2 separate regions of the Zea mays genome follow, and region 2 is linked to region 1. A link is a contact called in public Hi-C data. All regions are on one chromosome and are shown on one strand. Each heading gives the region's core, a stretch centred on a gene start, on an enhancer-like site or on the middle of the called end of the contact. The rest is flanking DNA. Distances are from core to core; before and after follow the strand shown.

Evidence for each region. A called contact is a pair of places that touch in the nucleus more often than the background predicts.
Region 2: a contact with region 1 is called in a Hi-C map of ear, with 2.2 times the contacts expected there. The contact joins the promoter of LOC100193994 here to the promoter of LOC100283392 in region 1. A contact is called at or near these places in 5 of 25 Hi-C or Micro-C datasets (ear, leaf, tassel and 1 more).

The regions. Positions count from the first base shown.
Region 1 is chr8:154,303,290-154,307,249 of Zm-B73-REFERENCE-NAM-5.0, reverse strand. LOC100283392 reads left to right here and starts at 2,056. Exons shown (of 3, transcript NM_001245900.1): 1 at 2,056-2,235. The coding sequence starts at 2,081.
Region 2 is chr8:154,492,749-154,496,708 of Zm-B73-REFERENCE-NAM-5.0, reverse strand. LOC100193994 reads right to left here and starts at 1,680. Exons shown (of 6, transcript NR_159683.1): 1 at 1,246-1,680; 2 at 921-1,156; 3 at 206-347.

The DNA of each region.
Region 1 (3,960 bases), core at 807-3,306:
GCTATAATTCATCGGACTGTCCGGTGTGGCACCGGACTATCCGGTGTGTCATGCGGAGCAACGGCTACTGCGTCAACGGTCGTCTGCAAAAGTGAACAGTGAACGTGAACAGTGCGCGGACAGCGCGCACAGAGTCAGAGCAGCGCCAGAAGGCGCACCGGACAGTGAACAATGACTATTCGGTGCACCACCGGACTGTCCGGTGGCCCAGGCTGTCAGAGCTCCAACGGTCGAACCCTAACAGTTAGGTGACATGGCTGGCGCACCGGATAGTGTCCGGTGCGCCCATCGACAGCAGCCCAACCCCAACGGTTGTTTGGTGGTTGGGGCTATAAATACCCCCAACCACCACCACTTCAAGGATCCAAGTTTTCAGCCATTGCATTCAATACAAGAGCTCTAGACTTCACTCCAAGACACAAATAAGAGATCAAATCCTCTCCCAAGTCCGGAATCACTCCAAACTCTTAGTGACTAGTGAGAGAGAGATATTTGTATTCATTTGAGTTCTTGTCGCTTGGATCGCTTTTCTTCTTCCTCCATTCTTGTTCTCAAGCAACTTGTAATCAAGTAAGAGACACCAAATTGTGGTGGTCCTTGTAAGGGGTCTAAGTGACCCGTTGATTAAGGAGAAAAGCTCACTCGGTCTAGGTGACCATTTGAGAGAGGAAAATGGTTGAAAGAGACCCGGTCTTTGTGACCACCTCAACGGGGAGTAGGTTTGCAATAACCGAATCTCGGTAAAACAAATCACCGTATCATCCGCTTTCATTTGCTTGTGATTTGTTTTCACCCTCTATTTCGGACTCAATTTTATTTCTAACGCTAACACGACTTGTAGATTGTGCTTAAAGTTTATAAATTTCAGATTTACCTATTTACCCCTCCTCTAGGCGACTTTCACTAATGTGGGCACCCGATGCTACCATAGCTTCACCCTCCGTGCTGACACTCTGGGTCCGCCCCACGCGTCGTGCCCTGTGGGCCCCACGTTGGTCTCTCAGCTACTGCCCTAAGGACCCCTAGTGCCCGCACATGCCCACCACCCGACCCCGTCCGCGCAGCTAGCACTCCGCGCAAAAAAAAGTGCAGAACGAGCACTCGAACCACGACCCCCTACTATAGAAAATTAGGGCTAACCATCAGACCACATACCTTAGTGTTTAGAAATAAACAATAATTATATTTAATAAAATTTTCAATATCTATTTATATGATATATAGCAACCGCAGCAAAGCACGGGTAACTGGCTAGTACAGGTAGAAATAGCTATCTGGCCCATTTCCCTTTCAACTATAAACATCTATCTGCACCGACCGTCGTCCTCTACTTCAAGGAACGCACGATGTCAACTCGTATGAATAAAGCCACCAGTGCCTTGATCACAGATCTCTTTATTTGATACATAATAATCTCAATTTTTTTTAAATCTTAGTATAGTTTCTACTAAATGGGTACAGTGATCATGTACATATCTGTCACCGTTGAGAGTTGTAGTATTATACACACGTATATATGCGTCATATATTTACTATGAAATTACTAGATTGGATTAAACATAAAAACGCCTAGACTCTTTACCGTCCTTTAGAGCCACTAATAGATACAAAAGTCTTGATTGCATAGGACTGACTGACTGAAAATTCGATACTGCTCGATACCGATGCATCCTTTTTTTAATTTTTTAAAAAAAGTAGTGCACATATTGACCGAGCTCGCTCTTGCTAGTGCTCCCCAGGTTCGTCCAATTCAATGGAATGGAGGTCAGCAAGAGGACGTGGACGTCGTGGTGGGATGGGTTCTGCATATTTTGTGTGTGCGTGTGTGCGGCGATGCAACCTAAACACGGACTATTTCTATCCGGAAAAAAACACTCGGTCCAATTTGCGCGGGCCCGACCTGCTTGCTCCGGAGACATACTGGCATATTCGCCCAAATCATTGCGTTCCCACGCGAGGGGCCTTTTAACCCCAGCCCGGCCCTGCGAGCGAGACCACCCCACCCATTCACTCGCCTGCGCTCCCTCGCCGCCCCAGTTCCCCACCCCCTGCTCACCCACCCGTCCCCTCCTGCTCGCCCATGGCTCCCATCGCTGTCGGCGACGCCCTCCCCGACGGCCAGCTCGGGTGGTTCGACGAGAACGACCAGCTGCAGCAGGTCTCCGTCCACGCGCTCGCCGCCGGCAAGAAGGTCATCCTCTTCGGCGTCCCCGGCGCCTTCACCCCGACCTGCAGGTCCCTACGCCCTGTCCCCTGCCCCGTCTCTTCCTCCCACTCTCTCGGAGATCTCCGAGCCTTTTGGCCCCTGTGTTTTGGGGGAGAACGGTCTCGGTCGGTTCGGCGGGCGGTTATATGGGCTCTCTTGGGATTAGTTCCAGTCCGGATTCGGAATGAATACTAGTGGTTTAGTTTTGAGCAACAGATCTACGAGGAAAAAATTGGGCGGGGGTGGGGGTTGAGTTTTTTTAGCCATGCCAGCTGCGCTTTCTGCTGCAAGTGGGTATCCGGCAGAGAAGAGCAACCATGCTTGTGCGCTGAGAGGATCGTGAAATAGTCTGGCCTTAAATTGCAGCACAACCGGTTCCACCTCCTAGTCAGCGTCATGCGCGTTGCTGGCAGTAAGGAGCGGAACCTCTCAACGTTGGGTCAGCAAGAAAACCACGGCCGTCAAGTGGAGGGAGGGGTCTATGGACGCAGGGGCGGAGCCAGAATTATGTTATATGAGGGGCCCAGCAAATTTATCAAATCCTATAACGCACCGTTTGGATCATTGGAATTGAATTTCATTCTAATAACGCCCCGTTTGGATCACTGGAATTGAATTCCATTCTAATAATAGTAATTTAGGCATATATCAATTAAGCTAATTCACTTTTATACAAAATATATTTGTATACTCTTATTAGCAAGATGTCCTAGATATTTATGTGCTACATTTTTACTATAGAGTAGTAGAACGAAGAGTGTCATGTAAGTTACAGATTAGAAACAAATTCTAATCATGCATAAAATCATTTCCTATCCTCCACCCTATGAATTTGAGATAGGCTTATATCTGAATTTTGGAAAATGGTGGAATGCCAAATTCCAAACTAAATAAGTTACTTTATTGAGTGAATTCCAATTCCTTTAAAATGAAGGGATCCAAACGCCCCGTAATAGTAATTTAGCCATATACCAATTAAGCTAATTCGGTTTTATGCAAAATATGTCTGTATACTATTATTAGCAAGATGTCAGAGATATTTATTTGCTATATTTTTACTATAAAGGAGTGAGTTGAAGAGCGTCCTATAAGTTATAGAGTAGAAACAAATTCTACTAATAAATAAAATTATTTTTCATCTTCCACCCCATGAATTTGTGATAGGCTTATATCTGAACTTTAGAAACTGGTGGAATGTCAAATTCCAAGCTAAATAGGTTACTTTATTAAGTGAATTCAATTCCTCTAAAATAAAGGGATCCAAACGCCCTGTAAGGTACAAAATATAATAGGATATATACACATGTATATACTAATTTGCGTATATCAATAAATTATTAAAAAAAATACTTACACCATATAATTGTAAATTAATTAATTCCAACAGAGATCAAAATAATTAGCCTGTACGATGATCGACCAAATTAAAAGCTTCGATTATATTATGAGTCATAGTTGTCAATTCTATATCAATATAGATCGATGATCAAGTAACTTTACATAAAAACTTTACATAAAATCATCTACCATTTTATTTCGTAGATGTGCTTTGATAAGTTTTGTAGCTAAAAGGCTCTCTCAATGGTTGCAGTTGAGATTAGAAGGGTGATCATTAATCTTAATAATCCGTAAACCATTTGATACATGGAACTTTTACACAATTTAAGATGGTTTTTTACTAAATTGGTAAGTGATCGTAATGTATTTGGCTCTAGATGGTTGTATAATCAAGGTGAAACATCAAATTTGTCACG
Region 2 (3,960 bases), core at 431-2,930, 190 kb before region 1:
ATCCAACACTATTGAGATAGTGAGCTAAGGTAATGAGGTAATGCATTCGCAAAGGGGAAAATAATGCATATGATATTCTTTTCATAATCATGTAATATCTTCTTAATAACTGCTGATAAAAAAACAACAGATGAACCAAACAACATCCAACTATATTCTACGCTCACAACATTAAAAGTAATATATGACATTGTAAGGTACTTACTCCCAGGGAAGATCACCGACAAGCATCCAGTCTGCATCCTTATCCTCATATGTAAGTACATACTCCTGGTCTTTGAGGGCATCCACCTTCGAGCCATTAGTCAGCCTGTCTTTGCTCGATGATTTATGCAGGCCACTTTGACCTTTAAAATCACAGGGTAAATACATATTCTTGTGAGAAAAATGTCATACTATGAAAAAAAATGTGTTCAGTGATTTGTAAGGTATTTACTTTCTGCTCTCACATTAATCGTTATTTGTTAGGGCAAGAGCGTGTCCCAAACTCCCAATTATTCATCCGTTAGTAAAGCTCCATGGAACTTTGATTAAAATTGAGCGGTGGAGCCAAGGACCATTGCACTTATTGTGGCATGATAAAGCAGAAATTTCTCCACGTGCACAAAATGACTGTATGTCTGTATTGCGCTTAGTGCTTGTATTAGGTTTAGGATCATATATGCACAAGCACAACGCATCGCTGTATGAATGCTATCTTCCTGCGAGTCTTACGAATCTTTGATTCAAGAAAGCAACTTTTATTGGACTCAAGCTCATCCTACGCTTTAGGAGTAAATCCAGTACATCGCAAAGGACTTATAGCAACGGATCCAATCCATACGCTTCAAGAAATGGCAGTGAACGCCGCAGCACTTGTGTAATTACAAGAGGAAGAGGGGAACGCATCACACAGAAGCGTAGAACCGAACACCACTCACCAGCGATGAAGCAGCTGAACATCTTCTGGAGCGCCACGGAGAGGTCCTCGTAGCTGGAGTACATCTTGATGTCCACCTTCCTGAGGTAGGGCGCGCCATCCATGCTCACCTTCACGTACATGGGCCGGGCCGCAGACGCGGCGTCCTCCGCCGCCGGCGCCTTGCTCCTGGAGGCGCTCGCGGCGAGGGTGTTCTTCCGGTAGTTCCGCACGGGCGGCCATCCCACCACCTGCGCCCTGCACGGATCGACAGCAACGCGTCGGTCAGCCCGGCGGCGTCCGGCTGCGGGTAACGCCTGCGGCGAATCGGAGCGGCGGGGTCTTACTTGGCGGCCGGCGGGGCGGCGGGGGACGCCTGCTTGTCGTCGCTAGCCTTGGCAGCGCCGGGGCGCTGGGCGGGGTCCGGGAAGGCGCGCTTGGCGGAGACGGCAGCGGGCGCCTTGGGGGTAGCAGGCAGCGGGCCGAGGGAGAGCGCGGCGGCGACGTCCTCGCAGCGGTCCCGGTCGCGGTCGCGGTCGGGGGACTCGGAGCCCGGCAGGCCGAGGCGGAGGGTGAGGCGGGGCGCCGGCGAGGACGAGGACGACGAGGAGGAGGTCGGTGTCGGCGGCGCCGCGGCGGCGGCGGCGGAGAGGCCGATGTAGTCGTGGGGCTCGAGGGGCGGCGACATTGGGGCCGGGGCGGGTGGGCGAGAGAGAGAAGAGGCAGGAGTCTGGGGCCTGGGGGTAGAGACTAGAAACTAGAGACTAGAGAGAAAGGTGGGGGGAGGGCGACGTGGGGTGGGGTTCCTCGCTCACCGTCCCTTGTTTGTTTGGAGTGGAGGTGATGAGGGGGGAGCGACGACTTGCCGCTGCTGCTGGTGGTAATAAAAGTGGCCGACCGGGAGGATTTTTAACGAATTTCTCACGCTTTTTTAAAAAAATTTCCGGGGAACTTGTCCGCTTGCCGTCTTGTCGCGCGGTACTTTTGTGCTTGGCTTGGGTCGCTGCCACTGGTCTGTGGTCTCGATGTGTGGGTTGGGAGTCTGCTCTGCGGGGTCGGTGCTGCGTCCGCTTCCAGGTGGACGACGCCGAGTCAGCTCTCAGCTGATCGGCCATGGTCATCGTTCATCGACCACTGGCGATTATGCTAGTTTTGGGAAGTGCACGTCATGTCTAAACAACGCTGTCAAACTCCCGCGCACCCCGAGCAAGCAATATCAGCTCCACGGGGACAAACTGGCCGTTCGCAAGCTAATCACATCGTATAATACGAAATCTTTTACTAGCCCACCTTTTTCCAGCTACGGAAAGCTGGCATGGCGTCCTTGACCATTGACCAACAGATCTACGATATGGCTGGAGAAAAAAAAACAACTAGGAGAAGGTAAACAGAAAAGGCTAGCCGTTGCGAAATCAAAGTGAAGTAAAAGTTGCTGTCCGTTTTGTGTTTTTCACTTTATTAAAAAAAGGGAGGCCACCCGAGCTGGGCCGCTATCAGGCCCACGGCCGAGCAGCCCAGCCGGCAGGCAAGCGCTGGCAAGGTGGCTAGGGCTCAGAGAGGAGCGCAAGGCAGAGGACGGTAGTAGGGAAGGAGTAGCGCAGGCTGGCGGCGGCTGATAACAGATCAGCGATTTGTTTGCCGCCGGGTTCTGCGTAACTACCTGTGCGGGCGTCTTCTTAAGAAGGGAAAACGCATCCCTGGCTTTGGAGAGGTTCTCTGCTCATCTCTGCTTTTATCGGCTGCTGGTTGTTCCAGTCGGCTGCTTGTTGTTCCAATCTCCTCGATCCATTTGGTCCCTAGTGTTCCTGTGGTTAATCGCTAGTGGTGATTGGAAGCTGGTAGAGGTGGTGCTGTTCTTGTGCAGCGAGGTTCTCCTGTGCCCCGTTGATTTATAGTGCGCCTGTGTGGTGCTCTGTCTGTTCTGATCTTTGTCCACCGTGGCCTGGTGCCTGGGCTCCCTGCTGCGCGGTGTTCGTCTTCTCGGGCAGGTGTCGTGGACGTCTCCCTCGGCTCCGGCAGCGGCTCTAGTATCTCCGTCAACCTCCCGCCGTGCAGGCCCGGACGTGGGCGGCGGAATTGGTTTTCTGGGACAGAACCTTGTGTTCGCTGAGCTGGTCTTCCCACGTAGACAATCTACGTGCTGTGAGTTATTCGTTGCCTCACTTTATTTACTGTTTAATTTTTGTGAAATCTGCTAGTATTAAATACTTGGGTGTGATTGCACTGTTGTGGGCGGATTTAATTGCTCGATGATGATAGCGGTGTAGTGAGACAACGTGACAGTCTGGGTTTTAGTGTATTATCATTTTCAGCATTGATATTATTTGTGCCTAATTAAATCTCTCTTTGTTGAGGCTGGTTACCTGTGTTAAATTCTGTTAATTTATTTAATACACAACTCCTTACTATCAGTATTTATATTTGATTATTAGGCTTATTACATCTGATCTAAAACCCTTATTTGGTAAGATAGGACTGTCACGTTAGTCGAGGATCTCTGATCACCTTTTAGCGTTGGAGGGCTGTTTATTACAGCAACCCGCTACTTTGAGAGCAATAATTTAAGATAAACAATTATGTTTATTTCTTTAATCTGCCTTCTTCATCTGCAAGCCATGTTTAATTATAAAATGGACCTGAGATGCTATTTTACATGTTTACATGTTCTCAAATTGCTACTGTTCATTGCTGCAATAATTATATATGGCATTTATCTGAGTTATATGCTTGTTTTATTCGGAATTAGAATATTTAATCTATTTAAATATGTAGAAAGCATGTCACTTATTTCTCTAAATTTACAACAATCCAGAAAACCAATTCCTATTATGGCCTCCAATTCTGATGTCATTAAGCCTGAAGCGTTCGACGGCGCAAGCTTTAAACGCTGGCAGATTAAGACTCGCATGTGGCTCACTGACCTAAAATTATTTTGGGTAGTGACGTCGGCTGTTCCCCAGGCTACATCAGATGATTCTGATGATGCAGCGAAAGCCGCCGCACTAGCGGAGAAGGCCAAGTGGGATGAAGCCAATGAGGCATGCTTGTCTCGTCTGCTGAAC